2 separate regions of the Astyanax mexicanus genome follow, and region 2 is linked to region 1. The links are chromatin contacts, called in public Hi-C maps. All regions are on one chromosome and are shown on one strand. The core of a region is the stretch at or near the end of the contact, and the rest is flanking DNA. Distances in the headings are between cores, read along the strand shown.

What was found. Hi-C and Micro-C count contacts between places; a contact is called where the count stands out from the background.
Region 2: a Hi-C map of muscle shows a contact between it and region 1, with 16 times the contacts expected there. The contact joins the enhancer-like site here to the promoter of adam9 in region 1. A contact is called at or near these places in 2 of 3 Hi-C or Micro-C datasets (both in muscle).

The regions. Positions count from the first base shown.
Region 1 is chr12:30,334,337-30,339,211 of AstMex3_surface, forward strand. adam9 (ADAM metallopeptidase domain 9) reads left to right here and starts at 2,038. Exons shown (of 22, transcript XM_015604366.3): 1 at 2,038-2,467. The coding sequence starts at 2,386. It overlaps nudt18 (nudix (nucleoside diphosphate linked moiety X)-type motif 18), which reads right to left and starts at 183. Exons shown (of 4, transcript XM_007229348.4): 1 at 1-183.
Region 2 is chr12:30,376,706-30,381,580 of AstMex3_surface, forward strand. adam9 (ADAM metallopeptidase domain 9) reads left to right here. Exons shown (of 22, transcript XM_015604366.3): 9 at 196-365; 10 at 466-547; 11 at 680-813; 12 at 940-1,111; 13 at 2,186-2,278; 14 at 2,427-2,622; 15 at 4,507-4,612. Among protein-coding and RNA genes, the nearest start is that of ogdha, 16 kb to the right of the region's middle. Within about 2 kb of position 2,591, the one cell type or tissue checked has an H3K27ac peak away from gene starts, as active enhancers do.

The DNA of each region.
Region 1 (4,875 bases), core at 788-3,287:
GCTGCAATGCTATTGGCTGTAAGAGTAAGGGACCGGGGTTAAATGACCAACTTGTTTTAAACAACGCACATACTTTATGACTTATTTTCATTTTGGGATAAAAATACGTACTCAATATCGGAAAATAATACTGATAATAGAGATTAACTACTGTTGCTAAACAGAAACAACGCTTTAGCAAAGTTATAAGACGGATCTAATATCGAACCGCTAGATGCAATTTTACATAGTTTTGAGTACACCCCTACTTTCCCAAACAAACTGGGGCGAAGAAACCTAGTCATACTAGCTTTTCGAGATCTTACCGCAGAAACGCAAACACAACTGTAGCGTTAACTATAACGCTTGTGGACATGGGTTAAAATGCATTTATCTGTACTTATACTTAACGAGCCCAGGAGTTTTGTACCAAAACTGCGTTAGAGAAGTAAAAAAAAATGTTAGGGACACCGATGGGTGCATGTCAAATTGGCGTGTAGTTCCCTAGATAGTTAACAAGCTGAAGTAAAAGTGTAACTGATAATACCTTAAAGGATTTGACAGACACTCTTATTTAGAGAAACTTACATTTACACTGTATGGGAGTGTAGTTGGATCCTTATTTGCAGCTTCTGATACATTTAGAGCCTTATTTGATGCATTTACATTGATAGGTAAATGTGAAGTTATTGGTGTAGTGTCCTTGTGGACACATGGTAGACCACCTAAATGATGTTCCAGTTATTGTTGGCTACAGTAGTGGAATTCAACTGCTCAACTACCTGAACATATTTAAACCAGTGATATTTTTGCCTGGTCCAGCTAAATATCTGTTTGACGAAGAACCAGCAAATATTCAACCAATGATCATCTGAAGTCAGTCACCCTCAAAAGTTAGCCTAAGCTGTATTTTCTACATTAATGTCCAATTCCATGCAATCACATAATTATCAGCCAGTCAGGTATTTGATTGCCCATGAAAATCCATGAACTGTTAAGTATAAATATTAGTAACAGTCTAATGTTGCATTCAGGTTCACTTAGGAAGCTTGGTTCTTACATCTTTTGAGCTCATAAATTTACGACATGATTTCTTTACAAGTAGTTTAGGTAACACAAACATCCTATATATTGTTTTTTTTTCTTTTATGTATCTGTGTTTTTCTTTTACCAACAAAAAACAAGTATGTTCAGTTAATGTAATCAAAACAAACTTATAAACAGCAAAGTATCCAGTAGAAGTATCAGTAGCATATTGCAGTTGCTGTTATTGAAACAGCCCTAACTCTTAAAGGTACTGAGAAAAAAATCCCTGTTTTTCACTGGAAAATTAGAAAATTTTGGTGGTATTCATGTACAATAATCTTTATGACTGTGTATTAGCAAAAACCTAGAGATACAATAGGTGTCATTGCAGTTATGATTTAATATATTGCAATACAGTAAGCATCGTGATATTTACAAACAGCTCTGTAAATAAAAAAGAGGCCACTTAAAAATGATACATTTCTTTGATTTTACCAAATTGTAAACCTCTGGAATATAATCAAGAGGAAGGTGAATGATCAAAAGCCATCAAACTGCTTGAATATTTGCACCAGGAGTGGAATAAAGTCATCCAAAGGCAGTGTATAAGACTGGTGGAAAAAACAAGGGTTATTCTACCAAATATTGATTTCTGAACTCTTAAAGCTTGAATATGAGTATAAGTTTATTTTCTTTGCATTATTTGAGGTCAAAAAGCTCTGCATCTTTTTTGTTATTTCAGCCATTTCTTATGTTTTGCAAATAAATGCTCTAAATTACAATATTTTTATTTGGAATTTGGGGGAAATGTTGTGCATAGTTTTGTAGAATCAAACAACAATGTTAATTTTACTCAGATATATACCTATAAATAGCGGATTTAGAAACTGAAGTGGTCTCTTTTTTTTTCATAACTGTATTTTAAAACCACACATTCACTCAGTACTGAGAGTAGGGATTAGGGCGTAGGGAGCCACTTTGTGTAGAGGGCATTGTTAAATGAGATGTTCCCATTGTCGACCTCTGTCGTCGGTCTGGGCTTCATTGCAAATTCACGTCCGACCCTCATGAGTCTACAAGCTTTCTGTCGGATAAGCCAGCAGTCCCATTTCTGAGAGGATTACTTTGAAAACAGTCGCCTGTGTGGAGGAACATGCTTATCTCAGCAAGCTTTAACTGAAAGAGGCAGAGCGGAGATGAAAATGAGCAGGTAGCTGAAGTTCTTTACGGCTGTTTTAATTTTTTACCTCCTGATAGGAGCGTTATGTGGAGTCCAGCGGGCTCTTTGCCATTGCTGGGAAGGCGACGCCTGGATAAGGAAAAGCTACCAGAAACTGACTGTTAAAAATCCTCAATTCACCGAATTATTTTGGAGAAATAATGGCTGTTTTACAGTCTTCTCTTCGCATTCAGGCAGCGTGTGTCCTGTTTATGCTCTTCCAGCTTTGGGACTGCAGCGAAGGTAAGTAAACAGTAAACACTGGGGAGCTCCATGTCGGCTTTTTACAAGTTTCCGGTCCACCTTAAATAGTGCAGCAGTTTTACACAGCCTCGCGTCAAGGCGCCAGACCGTTACTATAGCGCTTTTTAAGGTGGAACGGAACATTCGAAGTTGAACCTTCTCAACACTGTTACAGTTTGCAGAAATCAGTGTTTTTGTTATTATGACGAGGTTTTATTTCTGTTCCATCTTTCTGAAACATTTTTTAGTAAAAACTTAAGAATATTAAGCTGTTATTTTAATTTGTATTAAACTAAAAGTTTGGGACACTTTATATATCTAGGATAGTTAACTGTTAACTAGCTACGTTAACAGTAACATTTTGAAGACTGGAAATACCTTTACCAAGACAAAAAAGAGAGAGAGAACAAATTGGGAAAATTGCTTTTTAGGTTTGTTTGTACATTTTTATATATTTAAATATATTTGACCATTTAGTCTTTTGTATGGTAGAGATGTTTTTACTGTAAGCAGGATCACGTCTAGTCTACACACAGACTTGTGCTATCTCTGACTGTAGGAATAGCAACTATCTAACCTACACGTTTAAGAAGCTTACAGGTGCTCTGTAAAAGCTTATGTGTGTTAATGCTCAATGTCTGCATAGTGAGACTACACATAGACTAAGGACACACATATCCTGTATTTCATTTTTTTGTAAAGTATTGATAATTTGTTGTAATATAAGAGAGACCAGGGGTGGTCATTAATTTTTCCAAGGGGCCATAAAATACACTGAAACTGTTTTGGAGGGCCAGACCAACAGATTCAACCCAATGTGTCTCAGTGTTATTTTTTATTTTTACAACAAGACTAACAGGCCACTTAAAATGACAAGTTTCTTTGATTTTATCACATTAAAAACCTCTGGAATATAACCAAGAGGAAAATGGGTGATCACAAGCCATCAAACCAAGCTGAACTGCTTGAACTTTTGCACCAGAGGTGGCATAAAGTTATCCAAAAGCAGTGTGTAAGAGGTTGAGGAGAACATGCCAAGGTGCTTGAAAACTGTCATTAAAAACCAGGGTTATTCCACCAAATATTGATTTCTGAACTCTCAAAACTTTATGAATATAATCTTATTTTCTTTGCATTATTGGAGGTCTTATTTCAGCCATTTCTCCTTTTCTGACAATGACAATATTTTTACTTGAAATTTGGGAGAAATGTTGTCCGTAGTTTATAGAATAAAACAACAATGTTCATTTTACTCAAACATATACCTATAAATAGCAAAATCAGAGAAACTGATTCAGAAACTGTGCTCTCTTATTTTTTTTCCAGAGCTGTATGTCGAAAAGAATACTGACGGTGTTCTAATTCGTGAACTTGCTCTACTTAAATGCTTTGCAAATAAAATGGGAAATTCTCCATGTCATATGCCAAGCAACATCAGCATTGTGAAGCAGTGGATCTGCATTTTGTGGTGATCTGCTCTGATGGAGCTCCTTCCATTGCTATTTGTATAAATGAAGTGGCAAAACTGATCATCCAACAACATCACTGATCCTCTCAGAGGTTCAGGATCTATTGTAAAGCCTTCCTAAAAGAATACTGGCTGTTATTGCAGCAAACTGGGACAAACTCACTATTAAACTCCTTAATTTAAGAAGAAATTTAAGAAATGGTGGATGAACAGGGGTCTACAACCTTATCACCAGTGTTTTTCAGAGAATAGGGAAGTGGAACTTCTTAGTCTATCCTGCGTCTGTCAGCAAGTTTATTAGGCTTTGTTGTTCTCTTTGTGGATCCTTTTGGTATAAAGATAAAAGCCTGAAGCTCTAAGTTAAAGTGTGCAAACAACAAACAATAAAGCGGCAGAAAACAACAGAATGCCATTAAATCCAAAAAAATGTATATTTGTATTTGTTTAGTTATATTGCCTCCGTCCCTTAGTATTGTTAAGTAAAGATTACGCATTCATACATGCTTAATGTTTCTCATGATTAATCTGAAAATCATGAGAAATCATATCATGTGACCAAGTTTACAGAGATTGGTGATGAATTAACAGTAATATTTAACAATATTTAACAGTGTCACTACTACCGGTAGCAGAGACTGTAGCATCCTCTCACTTGCTGTGCACATCCTGATTGTAACTGCAGGATTAGTTCACAGAAAGTGAAAGTTGGACATCACTTACTTAAGTCTCGTCTCTGAGGGAAACCGTGTGTAACAAGACAGAAATTGAACATTCTTAATACAATGTTTGCAAAGTGGGGGTTATTGTTTTCCTGTACTAATGCCAGCACATAGTCTGGGATTAGAGTGAGAAAGAGGCTGATGGCTGGCTGCTGGTGCATTTCCATAGCCAGTAAATCACACTGTGTGGTAATGAAAGCAGGGGACTTTGGGACACTTTA
Region 2 (4,875 bases), core at 1,341-3,840, 43 kb after region 1:
TTTACAGGAAAGTAAAATGAGGTCTCGTTGGAGACAAGTTTTAATGACAAGTGTAAATAGAATACAGTCAAATCCAGATACTGTTCGGATAGAAACTGCATGTTAAATGCTGGGGAATAAACAAGCCTGACACTCTGTCTCTTGCTCTCCATCTCTCTCTCCCTCTTCCTCTCTCTCTCTCTCTTCCACTCCCAGATGTACATTCCACTGAATATCCGTGTGGTGTTAGTGGGGTTGGAGATCTGGTCAGTGATGAACCCCATAAATACAGTGGGCAGTGCGGGTGAAGTCCTCGGCAGGTTCACTCAGTGGAGGGAAAAGGAGCTGGTGCCCCGGCGTCGCCATGACAGTGCTCAGCTTATCCTGTAAGTGCCCTCATAAACTCTTACAATCTACTATTACAACCTCATCACATAAGCTTTTTGCCTCATATTTGGTATTCTCTCCGTCTCCCTTTCACTATAGGAAGAAGGGTTTTGGAGGAACAGCGGGGATGGCATTTGTGGGAACAGCCTGCTCAAGGAGTCATGGGGGCGGGATCAATGCGGTTTGTTTCTCAGCTGATTTCATCCCTTTGCATATTGTTGCCAGGAGCTTCATCTGTTGGATGATCCACTTTAATACTCTGAATAATAGTGGCCATTTGTTTTGTTTTTTCTTCTCTGTGTATTTTTTTTAGTTCACCAATAAAAACGTGATGTCATTCGCCTCTATCGTGGCTCATGAGCTGGGGCACAACCTGGGGATGAACCACGATGACGGGCGATCATGCAAATGTGACGTGGGCAACTGCATCATGAACTCAGGGGCAACGTGAGTGGAAGTTTGTTTTAATAGTTATAGTCATGTTAACTATTACTATTAATATTGACAGAATCTCTTAATGAAATACGTTTTCATATTGTGTCCTGTGTCAACATGGCTTTTCTCTTCTCTCAGTGGCTCTCAGAACTTCAGTAGCTGCAGCGCGGATGATTTCGAGAAGATGATTCTAAATGCTGGTGGGAGATGCCTGCTGAACATCCCACGTCCAGACGAGGCATACAGTGCCCCCTTCTGTGGCAACAAGCTGGTGGACGTGGGAGAAGAGTGCGACTGTGGCTCTGAGGAAGTGAGTCCACTCATAACACAATGCTGTGTCAAAATTGCAAAGTTTAGGAGACACAAATATCACATTTGTTTTGTTTGTTTAGCCTTATTTGGCACAGTTTTTTTTTCCTTTTGAATTAGAGCCAGTTTCATATAGTTCTGACATGTGTGACCATTAAGAAAATGATCAGCTCAAAATATTTGTGTTTTAGTCCTATATAGTAGATTTATACTGGGTTACATTACACATTTATTACTGTCAGGGTTTAATAACATTTTTTTTCCAGACTGAAAACCTGAACATATTTAGATTCATACTGACTTTACGTTTACTTAATTTTTTTTTTTTTTTACCAGATTAATCCAAAATTATTACATTTAGGGCCCTGTCTTACACCCTGTGGAAGGCACGTTGCGATGCTCATTGTTATCTTATACCCCGTCAATAGTCTATGTTCATGCCTTGCGCCTGCATCGTTTAAATAGCAAAGACACTTATGAATATATGTATGCCAAAGGACGTGAACAAGCAAGTCATTTTCCTCTGCTGAGAAGCACAGGAGTGCTACACTGTGAATACCAATCTGCCAAGGGTCAGAATGCACCTAACTCTTAAAGAGAGGTGCTGATTAGTTTTTTTCATGTTTTGCCCCAAAGACATTCATGATTAATTAAGAAAATTAGTTCATGCCCATGTGTGTTTACGTGGCATACTCATGATACCAAGGACACAATGAAACACCGTAAATCAAACTGTGCTGTATGTGATTGATAGCTCGCCTATCAATCACTAAAATAGGGTATTTAGACTGTAAAAATGACATACACTGCAGATAAATTGTGGATTAATATCACTTTACGTTTATCATGAAAATCAAGCCACAGTTACTACTCTCAGACTGTGAAAACTACACACCATGCATACTCATACTGTATGTGACTATGGGATTATTAGTAGGGGGAGTTGAGCGTTTCAGTGCAAAGCACAAAAAATAGGCTTTTCATGTAGTGAGAGTGTGTGTAGATTTATTGTAGGAAAAGGAATGTTGATAAATCTGTGCGTGTGTGTGTGTGTGTGTGTGTGTGTGTGTTGCAGGAGTGTAGGAAGGATCCCTGCTGTGAGCCCAAGACTTGTAAGCTTCGAGCTGGAGCAGAGTGTGCCTTCGGAGTCTGCTGCAAACACTGCAGGGTAGTCACATTATTTACATGAGTGTATATAAAATATATATTTACTGTCAACTTCCATCAATAACTGACAGATGCCCAAAAAAATTAAAAATGTCAAAAATGCATGTTTTATTTCTCTCTCTTTCTCTCCATCTCTCTTTTTCTGTCAGTTTCTTCCTGGTGGCACTGTGTGCAGGAGCAGTACAGATGAGTGTGATCTGGCTGAGTATTGTAACGGGTCTTCATCTCTGTGTCAGAGTGACGTTTTTAAACAGAACGGCCATCCATGCAAACAGGACCAGGCCTACTGCTACAACGGCCAGTGCCAGCACTACGACACCCAGTGCCAGGCCATATTCGGACCCAGTGAGTACAACCTGCAACACAATTTGTCCTTATTATACTGATGCTATTGTATGCACACTGGCCTACATTCTAAAAAATAAAGGTGCTATGAAGAGTGATGCCAGTTCTTTGAGTGATGCCATAGAAGAACCATCTTTGATTCTACAGTAGAGGTGTGTAATATAGCGGTGTTTCAATTAGTGTAAGTGCAATAGTGTAACGGTTCTTAAGAACACAGTATTAATTTGTAATCAATGATTTATTCCCATAAATACATATTTTCATTCTAGAAACCTTAGTGCTGCTAATGGTGCTGATACAAGAGCTGCTGTGAATAAAGTGGTATTAGAATGGCAAACTCAAGTCTTCATCTGCTCATTATCACATCGTTAAACCAAAGAAACACAGTATTAGAATTGAGGAGCGCTGGCACACTAAAAGAAAAAGAGAAATGAGTTAAAATTACCAGATTTATAAAGGATTATAAAGATTTATCTTTACCAGATTCATAAAAGATTTGTTTCACATTCTTACTGCGATTACACATTCTCACTATAGAGAAGTGTATAGATTTTTTCCAAAACTGGGTTAAAAAATATGGCGATATATTACCTTGCTTACAGTATCGTAATGTATCACAATATATCGAATCATAACCCATGTATAATTATTCATATACATATATATTGTATGGTTCTTGCCAATACACTGCCATATGGGTGAGTATATAGAACCTTTAAAAGCTTTAAATAAATTTGACTTAAGCCCTCTTTGGATGGGATTAGCTACTCAGGGGGACGTCTGTGAAAAATATTTCACACTTCTACTCAGTGATAAAAAAACAGGAGGACCAGTGAGGTTTTTTTGCTTTCTAGGTCACATGACATCGCATTCAGTAGCTCCTCCATTTCTACTCGCCATTGTGTTTACGTGGATTTCCGTGAAAATGTCAATTTTGAAAGAGCAACATATATAACACAATAGTTTTACATAACATTGTAATTTTGTTATATTTTTTGTTTTTGCAGGGGGTGGTTGCATGAACCATTTTTATATTATATGTTGATTAGACTACATAGGGAAAGTAAAAGAAGTTTCATACTAAAAAAATACTTTTTAACAATATTTAACAACAATATTTCTTAGATCTTTAAACTTTAAAACTGGTCAGCGAAAAACAGTAGGTAATTCAAGCTGTAATTTTCTCAGAGGACATCTGAGAAGAACACTTATATGGTCGTTCTGGATGGGAATAAACTCATAGTGGACACCGGTGAAAGAGAAAATTACCGCAGGAACCCCTGAGATACTAATTCTGTTCAGATAGGGCTTTAATGTAAAGTTTCAAATGTAAAGGTTATCAACACTCATATGCTTTTTTTATCAAACCAAAGGTGTTTTTTCTAAGACATCACTTAAAGAACACTTTGTAGTACCTTTATTTTTAAGAAAGTAATTCCCATATTGAAAAGAACATAACAATTCAGAGGTTTTCATGCCCTTTAAATAAACACTCTCATCCATAGGAAATGCAATAAAGGCAGTTGTGTTACCCATGATCTCTGTGCCACAATCCTACTTTGGACCTCTCAAAATGTCAATTGTCTTCCTTGCACAATAGACCCGAGCTTTTTATCTCAATTGTGAGTTGTAGGATGCATACAAACAGATCATTGTGGACTTCCAGCCCTGTAGTATAAGACTCAGCTGCGCCATCTGCTGCTTCTTGTAATAACTGCAGATTCCTCAAGACTGCCTCATGTATGAAGCTAAGATAAGATCAGGGTGACCCTTACTGAAAGAATGTCTGGTGGAACTTGGCTTTAACAGCAGTTATAGCTTTGGAAATGTTAATCTTTAAGCAGAAATAATGTTTCTTAAATTTGGATTTTCTCTGACAAACAGAGGCGAGGGTTGCTCCTGAGGCTTGCTTTAAGGATGTCAATTCGAAAGGTGACCGCTTTGGAAACTGTGGCTACCAAAGCTATGGCTTTAAGAGATGTGAGAGCAGGTACAGTAGAACAAAACCTCATTACATCTCATTACATTACAGAGTAATACAAGTACTGTTATTGTAGATTTCTGTCATTTTCATAGCTGTAAATTACTAAAAAAGAATGTCTTGTTACCACTTTTTTTTTTACCACGTCCTTTTTTTAGTATCTTATCCCATCTTTTTCATAATGTCTATTGTTTTTTATAGCAATGAGAGCCCAACATCATTGAGCCAGTATGGCAGTTCTAAACATTTTTATGATTATTATTTCTGTTGTA